Regions from separate parts of the Rattus norvegicus genome. Here region 1 is linked to region 2. A link is a contact called in public Hi-C data. All regions are on one chromosome and are shown on one strand. The core of a region is the stretch at or near the end of the contact, and the rest is flanking DNA. Distances in the headings are between cores, read along the strand shown.

Region 1 (7,013 bases), core at 1,512-4,011, 520 kb before region 2:
GCTGTTCGGGACCTCAGGCGTACAAGAACCAGAGTCAGCTTTGGGCAGTTTGGAGTGGAACCCCAGGAAAGCCATGATCCACCACTGCCAAATGGGAGTTCTGTTCTTTAATGGTTTGTCTGGGTTTAATGAAAAGCTGTGGAAACAGGCAGAGCCATCCTCCAAAGCTTCCTGAAGGAAGAGCGCCCCTAAAAGCCAGTCAGATACTTAGGTAAATTATAAACCCCACAAAATACAACTTGCTTTTGGAGCCCTGCAAAACAAAACAAAACAAAACAAAACAAAACAAAACAAAACAAAACAAAAATTAATTCCTTTTACGGTGTCTATTTGTCCTCAATGAGTTGACCTGCTGTGAGCAAAGTAAGGAGATTATCCAAATTTGTCTGGCTTACCCTTGGGAGAGACAGTTCCCAGGTACCTTGTCCGTGGTATCAACCTCTGGAGGATGCTGTACACTGACTATCCTAAAATAGACCTAAGCGAAATGTCTCAATCAGATTCCTGTAGAGAGGTGGGGTCTGAGCTCGTGACTTCACCAAGGCTTGGGACACAGCGGCAGGCAATTATCCACACACGATACAATGCTAGGTACCCACTGCCACAGAATCCCTGACAGAGATGGGTGCACAGCGGTGGCTGCCGATTCTGGAATCCGTGGAGATGCAGTTCATGAAAAGGCTGCTTTTGACAGCAGAATGCTGCTCCCGAGAGATAAGTAGCTAAGTGTCCACTTTTGACACAGAGTGTGTGAGAGATGCCATAGACCAGGGTGTCTCTCCTTGTAGCTACACTTCTGCATTTACTCGTCCAGTTATTTACTGGGCGTCTCTCCTGCAGGGCCGCCTGAGTACAAGGACTCTGGCTCTTAATGCTCCACACTGCAGCTTTTGTGTCCAGCGTACCGACTGTCCCTTGGTTCAGTGCCCGGTGAGCATTGAATTTGATGAGCCACCGACTTGCATTGTTGGCAGAGAAATTTAAACCCAACAATATCTCAAGAAATGCCAGTCAAGCACTGACACACGCTAGGCCCTGCACAGGTCATTCCTAGCTAACAACAGCCCTCCGGGGTTGCTAGTCACCATTGTGCTGAAAACCCAAAAGCTAACAGGATGTGACCAGCCCCTCACAGGGACAGCATGTGGAAATTATTTCTCTGTCCTAATACTAACCTGCTCTTCCTGAGGATCCCACCACCCTGGTACTAACATTTTCACCCCACAAACTAATTACATTGGTGCACTTATCCTAGCGCGTGGTACAGACAAGCAAGGACAGGTTGATGTCTTCTGACTGTGTTTACCAGAGCTGGGCCACCTTGTGGCAGTTAGTTTTCCTCTCGGTGCCTCAGTTTCCTTGTCTTGAAGACAGGCATGCTAACAGTTATCTATGTCCCTGGAAAGTAGGGATGTGAGATGTGATGTTTCTGAGGGTGTCCAGCACACTGTTGGGCCCCTAAATGTTCAAAACGGTGACATTCCCCATGGTTGTCACTGTCTTCCTAAGACTGATAGCTGGCCATGAAATTAAATGTTAAGCTTGTTCACAGGATTTCCAGTGACTGTACACCCCAGCTTCTCTGGGACTGTGTCAGTTGGAACGCCTGCAACCTGCCGCAGAGCCACAGCCTGCCCATGCCATAGCCCATCAGGTTCTTCCCACTTGGCTTCCATGGCACAGAAGCCACCAATGTCAAGAGCTCTCTGCTTGTCTGCCAGAGTGTCCTCTCTGGCGAAGGCTTGCCAGGACTTACTCTTACTCAACAACTGGAACAGCAGCTGTACAGACAGCAAGGGCACACCACTCTTGAACATCCCTAAGCTCCAGCCTCCTCGTGGAGCCTACAGCCCTACAGCCTCCCCCAGCGCGTAGGAAAGAGACCGGGGGTAGGAGAGGGGGGATCCTCCACACTCTCGCCACACAGATGGAAATGTTCTTCAGCCGAGTGTGTGCCAATCAAATATTTATAAATCTAGCCACATCCTAAAGGCACCAGGGGAGTTTGCTGGTCCAAAGGATCTTACTGCATTGCCCTGGATACAAGCAGACCACACTCTAGTGAAATCCCTCCCTGCAGACTGTTTGGGGGGAGTCCAGACTTCCGTTGTCTGGTCTGATGGGAATCCACATTTAATGGCAAAGGCATCTTATTCCCCACCAGCTTGGCCTCCGAGTCAGAGCAGCCTTCCAAATAACCACATTGGGGAGGTCTGGGCCCTGATGCTGTAGCCAGAGAGAGGGGCGGGCCTACAGGAAGGAATGTCCCCCCAACAGGGTACACCAGCCTGCCACATGTGGTACATCAGCCTCCCAGGTCCCTGAGTCTAACCCAAGACCCCTTATTTGATTACAGGGGAATTCTTCTAGAGAAGCTACATTATACATATGAATGAACACACACGCAAATGTGTTAGTCAATCTCTGGGCTAAATAAAAAAATTCACTGACTTTTTTCCAGATGTTAAAAGACAAGACACCTTCACAAATGTTAGCACAAACTCTTTTCCATATGTATGTACACACACACACACACACACACACACACACACACACACACACACACACTGAAAACCACTGGAATTTTCCCCCCTCCAGTCCATTTTTCCTCTTGTCTGTCTTTTAATGTTTTGCAAAGCCTGGCTTGTGGTTACACTTTAATTATAAACTCCACTGACATAAAACAACCTGGCTGAGTTCTGAATGAGGCTGACCTCACTCTGAGTAAACACAACCAAGGACGGGAAGTCTCCAACCCAGAATAAACTGGGCACGTAATCTCTGTGGCCTCTCCCCAGGCAGGAGGCAGAAAGGGCAGGCCATGCCACACAGGAGTGAGGCCCTCCTTTCTGGCTTCCAAGATACCAGCTGTCGCCTTAGCAGTAAAGATCCCTAGCGCAGGACAGGAGTAGATAGGGGTGTGGCCCCTGAGCTCACCACTCTTGGCACTAGCTACCTTGGATTCTTTTCCCTTCTTTCTGCTCTTAGAAAGTAAGGGATCATGTACCTCTCTATGAACAAGCTTTGGTTACGGCTGCGTGGAAGCTAATGGTCACATACAAGAAAACGGACGCAGCTATGCCTTAGATATACAGCACTAGGACCCAGGTGGAGGCTAGTGGAGCCTCTGGAAAGCGCTGGGCTCCTCTTCAGAAGGAGCTGTAAGTACCCAGAGACCACAGGGTGTTGAACACTGAGTGTAAAACAGGAGTGCAAGCCACCAAGGTGATCTCGTACATTTCAGGCTGATACTTATGTTTTGTATTCTCAAACCAACACCTTTCAACATCTATGCTTAGCACAAACCAGGTCCTAGGTTCAATGCCCAGCACCAAAAACCAAAACCAGAATCAAAACAAAACACCTAAAGGTACAAGCCTGCATCTCCTCAGGAAACATAGGGCCACAGATCCACCAAACACTTGGAGACCGCACTTCATGGTTGCCATAACAGTACTTGGGAGACTGAGGCAGGAGAATCACTGCAACTGCCAGATTCAGCCTGGGCTACAGAGTAACACGTTGATAGTTTAAAAAAAAAAAATCTACCACATAAGCCTTTTCCAACTCTCTTCAAATCAATTTTTATAAGGCTCTGAATTTCTGAAGAAATTTCCTATTGACCACTAGGTTGTCTTTAGAAAGCTGTTTCCTGTTCTGCTAAATCAAGATTTGCCATCTCCATCTTGGAACTGAGCTAAAGGAAGTACTCAGTTAGCTGTGCACTTTGTTTTTCAATAATAAGCACCTTGAAATGGCCAGGCCTGCTGCCTTTCCTGCGTACACCCAGCAGGTCTCTCCCCAGTGAGGACACCATTCACCTGGTGGCGGGTGTTGACCACAGAGAATGTAGGCTCCTGTGACTCCCCATCTCATCCGCATCCCACCCCTGGTACTTCTGGGTCCTAAGGGTGCTTGTATCTTATGGATTCCCTGTACTCAAGCCTGAGATGGGTCACAGATCACTTCAGACATCACCAGGAGCAAGAATTGAGTCTTTGGGCCAGCAAGGTAGCTTGGTAGGTAAAGTACTTGCTTGCAAGTCTAAAACCTGAATGTGGTTTGGTTTGGTTTTGTTTTGTTTTGTTTTGTTTTGTTTTGTTTTGAATAGAATCTGCGTAAAGCTTTTGGAAAGAGAGAACTGACTCCAGAAAGTTGTCTTCTGACTTCTACACTTAAGTCACAGCATGCACACCCCCTTCAATACACACTTCATACACACACAATAAAGGACAAAGGAAGCTGGAGAGATGGCTCAGTGGTTAAGAGCACTGGCTGCTCTTCCAGAGGACCTGAGTTCAATTCCCAGCAACCACATGGTGGCTCACAACTACGCCCCCTTCTGGTGTGTCTCAAGACAGAGACAGCAACGGTGTACAGTGTACTCACCTAAAATAAAATCTTTGTTCAAAGAAAAGGGCAAAAGGTAGGAAGGAAGAAAGGAAGGAAGGAAGGAGGGAGGGAGGGAGGGAGGGAAGGAAAGAAGAAAGAAAGAAAGGAGGGAAGGAAGGAAGGAAGAAAGAAAGAAAGAAAGAAAGAAAGAAAGAAAGAAAGAAAGAAAGAAAGAAAGAAAGGAAGAAAGAGTGAATCTTTGATAGCTCTGGGAGTCTGTCCATTCACTAAAAACAGACCTTTAAAACATTTCCACCCCTGAGAGGCAGAACAATTGTGGGAGACAGTGAATCTTTGATAAATAGCTCATGTGTATGCAGTCACAACACAAAAACATGCACTAGATACAGACCAAAGACCAGCAAATGCAATCAACCCAGGACCCAGAGGTGGCTGCAAAACTAATTTTATAGAACTAGAGGGAACATGGGGATGAATAAGACACACGCATACACACACACACACACACACACACACACACACACACACACACACACACATATACACACGCACATCCCTGCTATGGATCCCCAGTCTCCTGTCCACCTTTTCAGCCTTTCCGGGGCAGTTGTAGACACACCCAGCTGGCATCTGGTGAATTTTACACTTTGCAGTAGTTCATGCTTCTTAGGAAATTGTCGTCAGGGATTTCTTATTTCCTCTCTTCACTGGACGTTATCTCCAGCTTCTCTCTACGACCACAAAGGTGGGAGAGATGGCAGAAGAGGGACAGAGTCACAGGGCTGGGGAGGGCCAGTGACATTAACTGTCCTTTGTACACGTGTATCTGCTCTTGTTATTAAGCTGCTGAGTCATGGGGTTTGTGTGTCTGTCTCCTGAGTCCTGTAAAGCAGGGAGTGTGCCTGGCACTGTGCACATGGGGGGGGTTGATCTTTGTCCCCATTCCGCTGCTCCAGGAGGAAGGGATGTGCTCTGTGGCCCGTCCCTGCAGCTTTCTGAGGTCACACTTCCTCCTCCCTTGATGGTCCCCAGCAGCCAGCAGCTGGGAGGGTGTGGGTCTGCAGGACTGGAATGGAGTTCCCTCCAAAGGGTTTGGATGCCCAGTCACCGAAGGGAGACCGTGGGCTGAGTGTATGCCTTCCTGCCAGCCCCGTTCACAGAAATGAATGTGCAGGAAACTCAGCCAGAAAGAAACCCAGTGAAAATGAGCTATGAAACTTGGACATCCTGGAGAAATAATATTTCTAGAGGAAACTCCTGAGCCGACTCTCTCCAGCAGACCATCCCTGGCTGAGGGCCGAGGTCATGTGGTAAGCAGGCCCCCAGCTCTTGTTTCTCGTTTTTCCTCCTTCAGACCTTTCCGAGGCCATGATGGGATTTCACAGAAAGAAAGAACTTACCCTCACTTAGCCCTGCAGCAAGAGGCAGAACTAGGAAATTAAATGCTGTACAAACAAACAAACAAACAAACAAACAAAACGGTTCTCACTGCGTATGGAGACACAAGCCTGTAAATCTAGTACTTGGGCAATAGAGGCAAGAAAATTGACAGTTCAAGGCCATCCTTGGCTCTGTAGCAAGTTGGAGGCCTAGCCTGAGCTACATGAAACCCTATCTCAAAAAGAACAATAACAAAACAAAAACAACAACAAAAACCCCTCCTAATCTACTGTGGGTCACTGGGTTTGCAAAACAGTGCCTTTCACCCGGCTGAGCCATCTTATTGGCCTAACAATTTTTCTTCACAAAGTTGTACAAACATCTCTACTATTTTTGATTTTCAAAAAAGAATCTCCAAGGCTTCTTAACCTCTTCTACCTCCCCTGTCCAAGTCTTGGGCTCCACTAATCATTTTACTATACCTCTGGGTTTTCCTATTGTAGGCTAGTTGAGGGCCTTATGCCTCACATCCTGGCCCCATTAACTCCAGAGAATGTGCTGGAAATGCAACTCAAAGACCACAGCTTGTTGAGGATGTCTTGGCAGAACCATCTCTGTCAACATTAGCCTGGTGATATTCACTCAACAGAGACCAACTGGACACTGTGTGTGGTACAGTGCGATAGGAACCTAAGGGGTCAAGACAAGCAGATAAAATTCCTTCCCGTCCTTTCTTTCTGCTTCCCAGATAAAGCTCTAGGTAATGAGACAATTGCATGATGCGTGCACACTAGGAGGCATGGGGACCACAGTGCCCACTGCAGAGAGTCACAGCCCCTTGAGTGGCTTCTCTGCGAAAATATTTAGGCAGAGGCCTGAAGGAGAAGGAGGAGAGCCAGCCTTGCAAACATCTGGAGGAAGAAGGTGCCAGACAGAGATAGGATGTGCAAGGATGCTTAGGTACAGAAGAGTTTGGTGAGGGCTGGGAGACAGCACAGTCAGGAAAATACTGCTGTGCCAGGACGAGGACACAGGATCAGCTGCCCGAACACACGTGGAAATGCTGAGTGTCATGACGTACGCTCGTAATCCCGGTGGGGAGGAATAGAGCAGCAGGCAGGCCTCTGGGCTCACTGGCCACAGCCCAACCTAATCAGAGAGTTCCAGACCAAATGAGAGACCATCTCAAAAGACAAGGTGGCTAGATCCTGAGGGACAACATCCATGATTGTTCTTATCTTCACACTCACATAGGTATGCAAGCGCGTGCGCGCACACAC
Region 2 (6,992 bases), core at 3,766-6,265:
AGAGAAGACAGACTTAAAGAATTTGATTGTCCCAGACATTTGTTACAGTGATACAAAGCTGAGACTTACAGCCAGCAAATCTTAAGCCTACCAAGCCCCGTACTCTTCAACAAAGCTGTTTCCCAGGGGTTGTATAGGTTAGCAATCCTGATACTGTTACACGTGTACTAGAATTGATGGTTGGCAGATGACAGCTAAAAGTATCTTATATAAAATAAAATATTACTGTCTCAGGAGGAACTTCTGACCCACACTTCCACACAAGCGAACCGTGTAGACACTTATATGAAACATGCCAATGTAATGAGACTTATCTTCTGACCCCCAGGGTAACCCCATTTTGTTGCAAGCTGCAATTTATCTGATCTGCTTTCCAGACAGCAGTGAAAAGAGGCATCCTCCCCACAGACAGGCAGTGTGCATGGGGTCGTGTACCTTTGCCTGACTCTGGCTGTGCTCCAACACTGGGCAGTGACCTAAGCTAGGCTTGCTCTTGAGTCATAGAAGACAGAAGCTCAGAGGACGTAAGCAACCCTAATAAACTCATTTTTACCCACCAGGTAGGCTTGTATGAGTCATTCTTTCCGGCTGTTGGTGCCGTCTCAGTTTGGAGGCAGATAGTAATTTTACATTTTCCCCAGAGAGATGCCTAATAGCCTAAGAAATAACAAAACAATGCATTGTGTGTTGTTTACTTCTGAGAACAATCTAGAATAGCCAGAGAGTAGAGAGGTGGCTGTCAGGGACTGGGGGTGGGTGAGTAGGGCCAGGAAAAGAGGAAATGGGAAACTGGTGTGAATGTACTCTTCCAGTTCAGTCAGATGAAAAGGCGTATCACTGACGAATAAAGGCATGGGCCTGGGGAGAGGATAGGGGACTTATGGACAGGAAACTGGGAAAGGGAATAAAGTTTGAAATGTAAATAAAGAAATCTCTAATAAAAAAAGATTAACAATAAAAATTTAAAAAAAAAAAAGGCATGGACCTGTAATCCCAGCACTGGGGAGCTGAGGTGGAGCAAGGCTGCAAGAACTTGATCTGGGGGGGGGGGGGTATAGCCCAGTGGGTGAGCACTTGCCAAGCAATCATGAAGTCCTAGGTTCAATCTCCAGAACTTAAAAAAAAGGCTGTGTGTGTGCGTGCGTGTGTGTGTGTGTGTGTGTGCGCGCGCGTGCACACACACACAAGCATACATTAGAGGCCAGCCTGAGCCTGGGCTATGTAGTAAGACCCTGTCTCTCAAAATAGAAAAGTTCTAAAGATTGGCCATAAAGCACTGTGAACATATTTAACACCACTGTAGATGGTACATGACCATTCGCTTGAGTTACTGCCTCAAAAGCATGAGACCAGCAGATCAGACAGTCAGAAGCCCAGACGGTTCTGATTAACCCCCGGGTTGGCTGGCTCCAGGGCTTCCAGACTTTACAAAGGCCAGAGAGAGAACTCAAGAAAGATGGGGTCAGCTGCATAGAGCTGCCCTCTCCCCTTGGGGAAAGATCTGGATGTAGAAGCTGTAGTCCAGGCCTGTGCTACCTGATAGCTTTGGAGTTTGAGGCTGGAACTTCCCTGTGGAGTGCCTGTACCCCTCACGCTGAAATGTGATTTCTGATTAAGTTCAAAGCAGATAAAGAATAAATTAACTGTTAGCATTACTTCTAGGCTTCACCCCACAGTTAACCTGATAACGGCCAGGTATGCCTGACTCAGCATAAAAGGGGCTGTTTGGGGCTGGAGAGATGGCTCAGTGGTTAAGAGCACTGACTACTCTTTCAGAGGTCCTGAGTTCAAATCCAGAAACCACATGGTGGCTCACAACCATCTGTAATGAGATCTGATGGCCTCTCCTGGACTGTCTGAAGACAGCTACAGTGCACTTATATATATAATAAATAAATAAAATCTTTAAAAAGGGAGAGGCTGTTTGCCTCCTCCTCACTCTCTTACTCTCCCTGTCCCTTCTCTCCTCATTCCCCTTCCCCCTCTCCACATGTTCCTGGCCAGCTCTCTCTCTCTCTCTCTCTCTCTCTCTCTCTCTCTCTCTCTCTCTTCCTTCAACTTCCATTCCCTAAATAAACTCTATTCCATACTATATCTGTCATATGGCTGGTACCTCAGGGGGAAAGCATGTCTCAGCAACCCCTTCCACCTCACTGAGCCTCTACCAAACATCCTGGTTCGTTTTTTTGTTCTTTCTTTTTTATAAAACACAATATTAACACCTTTAGTGAGGTCAAAGAACAAGTCCCTCAGACTGTAAAGGTCTACTCCATGGACTCTACCACCTCTGGTCTTAGCAACAAAGCTCCCCTTGATCAAGACAGCCATGCATACATATAGCCAGAGGAAGAGAGAGATGAGCCCCTAGGTCTGTCCATTAAATATGGCCACTGGATAAACTGACCACATGACCACTCCATGGAATGAATAAGGGGAAGGTTTTTATCGTAGATATGAGAGAACAGCCAGAGGCATCTGGAAGATTCTAGAGCAGAGAGAGAAAGAAATAGACTGAACATGGTGAAGGCTCTCAGTGAGAGAAGGGCAAATAGCAAGGGAGAGACGATAGGGAAAATGTGAGAATAGAGGGTTTTAAGGAGAATGAGTGATTGGCGATGGGATGGGGAAGCCTGTAGTAAGCTGAAGGTGGTTTAGGGTAGGGAGGAGGTGAGAAGGGATGCTAGCATGACCTTTGAAATGTGTAACAGATGTTTTATGATACCAGCCTGGGGTTTGGAATACTGATAAGCCAGCCCCAGGTAGCCACATCTCCCTCGGCCAGAGGTAAAGGTGTAACTCCTTTTGGCAGACGGGAACCAGTTGCACAATTTCCTGAAGAATGTTGGCTTTTATTTAACCATCGGAGACCTCCTCTAGTCCGGTTCAGTTCCTTTCTATATATTGGCACTGCCTTTTGGAGTTTGGGGGATTGGAGTCTCCTTTGGACCCAAACAGTCACCTTGTTGTTTGAGGAAGGAAATGCCACCAGGAGCTAGGATGACACTCCTTCAGACTGCTGCTGATGCAGAGCTAAATGGATCTAGGGAATCTCTTCCCTATTATGAAGAGCTTACCATGGCCTAGAATGTTCCAGACTGTGAGGCCGCAGATAAGTATGTGCATGTATAAATATTAACAATCACACCTGACTCTTGAAAGGGATCACTTGATACCATTGTTTTTAAGTTTGTAAAATATTTTATATTGTGATGTTCTTATTAATGTGTGACCTTGGGAATGAAAGGAAAAAGCAAAGGGTGCAGTTCAACAGGGATATGTTTGTGTATCAAGTTGATAAGGGGTCAGCTGTGCCTGACAGTTTTATGTCAGCTCGACACAATCTATAGTCATCTGAGAAGAGGGAACTTCAGCTGAGGAAATCCCTCCATAAGACCAGGCTGCACAAAAGCCTGGAGAGCATCTTCTTAATTAGATGAGGGAGGACCCAGCCCATTGTGGGTAGAACCACACCTGGGCTTGCGGTCCTGGGTTCTATAAGAACACAGGCTGAGCAAGCACAGAGAACAAGCCAGTAAGCAGCGCAGGCGTGCACATACATACACTCTCACGGCCTTTGCATCGGCTCCTGCCTCCAGGTTCCTGCCCTGTTTGAGTTCTCATCCTGACTTCCTCCAATGACAAACAGTAAGTATAAGCCAAAAACCCCTTTTCTCCTCAAGTTGCTTTTGGTTATGTTTCATCACTGCAATATGAACCCTAACTAAGACACATGGGTACCAAAGCTCTTGGCAAAGCCCAATATAATAGAAGGGCTGACCACATAAGTTCTTCTCCCTGACTTAAGCATGGGCATTTCCTAAATGCCCTCAGAGTTTGAGATACCCCAAGGTAGACAACTGGAGAGGTGGCTTGGCAGTTAAGTGTTTGCTTCTCTTGTGGAGGATCTGAATTCAGTTCCTAGCACCCAAGTCAGGGAACTCCACAACTTTAGCACCTGGGGATTCAATGCCACTTTCTGGCCAACTTGGGCACCTCCATACATGAGACTTACACACAGAGAAACACGCACATACATTTAAGTCTTTTTAAAAGACTATGTCTTGTTTGGATACTACAAAGTGAAAACATAGACAGGAAGTAGGGTGGACCCAAGAATGACAAGGGCCTTCTTTTCTCTCCTTGTTCTGACTTCCGCTCTGGCTGGCTGACACCCAGTAATTTCTTTTTTCTTTTTTTTTTTTTTTTGTTGTTGTTGTTCTTTTTTTCGGAGCTGGGGACCGAACCCAGGGCCTTGTGCTTCCTAGGCAAGCTCTCTACCACTGAGCTAAATCCCCAACCCCGACACCCAGTAATTTCGACATAAGTAACCAACCTAACTTTCTGCAAGAGAACAGTAGATCCCTCCGAGAGACATCACAAACGAGATAATTAAGCAGTAGTTGCGCCTTTTGCCCAGCTTTGTGACTTGAGCATAGGGAGTCCCTTGACGGACTGCTGTCTTATCTCTGCTCTGACATACAATCAGGAGTCTGCACAACCATACTTTTTTTTTTTTTTTTTGGTTCTTTTTTTTCGGAGCTGGGGATCGAACCCAGGGCCTTGTGCTTCCTAGGCAAGCGCTCTACCACTGAGCTAAATCCCCAACCCCTTACAACCATACTTTTTTAAAGTCTCCTTTTCAAGGTCCGAATTCTGGAGGGAGGGGCTGGGGACCGAAATAGCCAGATTTAGCTACAGATTTAGCTGTGTTCAAGGCGCCAGTGCACACAGCCAGTGCTCAAACAATGCATCCTCTCGTAAGGCCTACACCCCGGCATCTTGTCCAGGGCTTAGTGCTACTGCTGTGTCAGTGTGCACCCCACGCCGGGCTGAGAGGGGCTGTGGCTGCACAGTCAGCAGTCCACTTTGCACTTTACATCTAAGTGACACACCCAGATCAGAAGGTCACACCTTGGGGCCTCAGGCAGAGCTGCCTGGCAGTAAAGGACGGCCCTGAGTCAGCTGGCAGTGCGCGCGCACCTCGTGACCTGTGACCACGTGACGTGCACGGCCCGGCTGCCAGTGCTGTCGCCGCTGCAGCTGCGGAAAGCCTACGAGTAAGTGGGAGCGACCCTTCGGGATTTCCGGACCCCCGGACCTGGGTCACTGGTGGCCCGAGGGGCGACGTGAGCGCAGTCTGGGTGGGGGACGCCAGGCTACGCGGACGACGGCGAGCCGTTAGCCCTCCCTGCGCAGGGTTACCTGTATCCCTCGGTGCTTTAGGGGAAACTAAGGACCCTGGGAGCAAGCTGGGAGGGCAGGAAGTACCCCGCCCCTCTCCATGCCTCGCCACCTTCTCCAAGTGCCCTACGGTGACTCCGCGGCACCTCTGGTACTCGAAGGGAGCTGGAGGCAGGGGACCTGCCCTAGGTGAGGATGTGGGCAGGAGCAGGCCCAGCTGTTGGTGACAGTGGCCCGCCGACTGTATGCTATGTAGTTCACGTGCTGTCGTGAAATCGAGGAGGCAGGTACTGACGAGTGCAATTTTACACTGGAAGGAACGGGCCAAGAAAATTCTGGTGTTTTGTAAGGTCCTCTCCAGACAAGGACTGACCCCTCAGTACCGCCTCCTGGTGGTTGGCGAAGACAAGCCGCCCAACCTGTTCACCTATGAGGGAGGAGAAGGCTGTTGCTTGGCTGAAAGGACTCTGTCCTCCTCCCCAGTCTTCTCTGTCCCTGCCCTCCCCTTAATTCAATTTGTTATGTCCACGCTGCAGGTCGAGATGAAGCTCATTATTCTGGAACACTATTCACAGGCCAGTGAGTGGGCGGCCAAGTATATTAGGAACCGCATCATCCAGTTTAACCCAGGACCTGACAAGTACTTCACCCTGGGGCTCCCCACCGGTATGCAGTGGGAAAGAGGGGGTGGTGGGTAGCGGGTTTCCAATTGGGGGAAAGTAAGCACATAACAGGTAATAACAAAGCAGGGTAATCACGGGTTGGGGATTTAGCTCAGTGGTTAGAGCGCTGGCCTAGGAAGCACAAGGCCCTGGGTTCGGTCCCCAGCTCCAAAAAAAAAAAAAAAAAAAAAAAAAGAACCAAAGCAAGGTAATCACAACTAAGACAATGGGCACGGGGTTCGTATAACCTTTTGAAACAAAGAAAGGGGTGCAAGATGGTAATAAATAACTTTTTGAAATAAAGGCACGATTGCCGTTCCTGGAACAGGCAGTAAAGAACCAGTCCTAGTTAAAGTTACAGGTGAGGCATAGCTCAGTCCTTGAAAAACAGAGGTTTAACCATAAACAGGAAGCAGAAGTTAAATCCTAACTCAGTCCCGTTCTCTACTGGTAGAGGGTACTAGCTGAGCCCTACTCATAGGAGAACTGAGAAGTTAATCATTCAAATACTTTTCTATAAAGCTTAGTTGATTATAAAGTCCAATTGTCTTCTGGAAAAGAGTCTGAATGTTACCTTTACAGGAAGATATTTTGATCCAGTGCCTTGGTGGTTTGTCCGACCCATCCACCGTAAAGAGGCCTTCAGACTTCTGCAGTAAATATTTCAGGTGTCACTATTACAGCTGCTCATTTTGCCACTGTAGGTAGGAAAACAGCCACTGGTGGATATATATGTGGATGCGTGTGGCTAGACGTTTAAAAACTTTCTTTGTAGACACTGAAGTTTGGGCTTACATAATTTTCATGTCGTGAAATATTCTTTTGATTAAAAAAATATTTAAAAACTTTAAAACCATTCTTGGGCTGGAGAGGTGATGGCTCAACAGTTAAAAGCACTGCCATTCTTGCAGAGGACCGGAGTTCAGGTCTAGCACCTAATGACAGTAGACCCCAGCCATCCCTAAGTCCAGCTTCAGGTGATGTAAAGCCCTCTTCTGGAATCTGCAGACACCTGCATTCACATGCGTAGTCTCACACATGAAAGAAAATTTTGTTCATTTGTTTGTTTGTTTGTTTTTGAGTCAAGGTCTCACTAGGGAGCCTTGGCTTGGAACTGGCTATCTAGACCAGACTGGATTCACACTCGGA

Evidence for each region. A called contact is a pair of places that touch in the nucleus more often than the background predicts.
Region 1: a Hi-C map of hepatocytes shows a contact between it and region 2, with 2.3 times the contacts expected there. The contact joins the enhancer-like site here to the promoter of Gnpda1 in region 2. A contact is called at or near these places in 3 of 12 Hi-C or Micro-C datasets (frontal cortex, hepatocytes and mammary epithelial cells).

Annotation. Positions count from the first base shown.
Region 1 is chr18:30,946,764-30,953,776 of GRCr8, reverse strand. The region is part of intron 2 of Fgf1 (fibroblast growth factor 1); the gene reads left to right. It also overlaps a transcript of Arhgap26 not described here. Among named protein-coding and RNA genes, the nearest start is that of Fgf1, 11 kb to the left of the region's middle. Within about 2 kb of position 2,761, at least 23 of the 93 cell types and tissues checked have an H3K27ac peak or open chromatin away from gene starts, as enhancers often do. A contact at or near this core is called in hepatocytes, where this site is marked.
Region 2 is chr18:30,426,653-30,433,644 of GRCr8, reverse strand. Gnpda1 (glucosamine-6-phosphate deaminase 1) reads left to right here and starts at 5,015. Exons shown (of 7, transcript NM_001134995.1): 1 at 5,015-5,057; 2 at 5,718-5,847. The coding sequence starts at 5,724.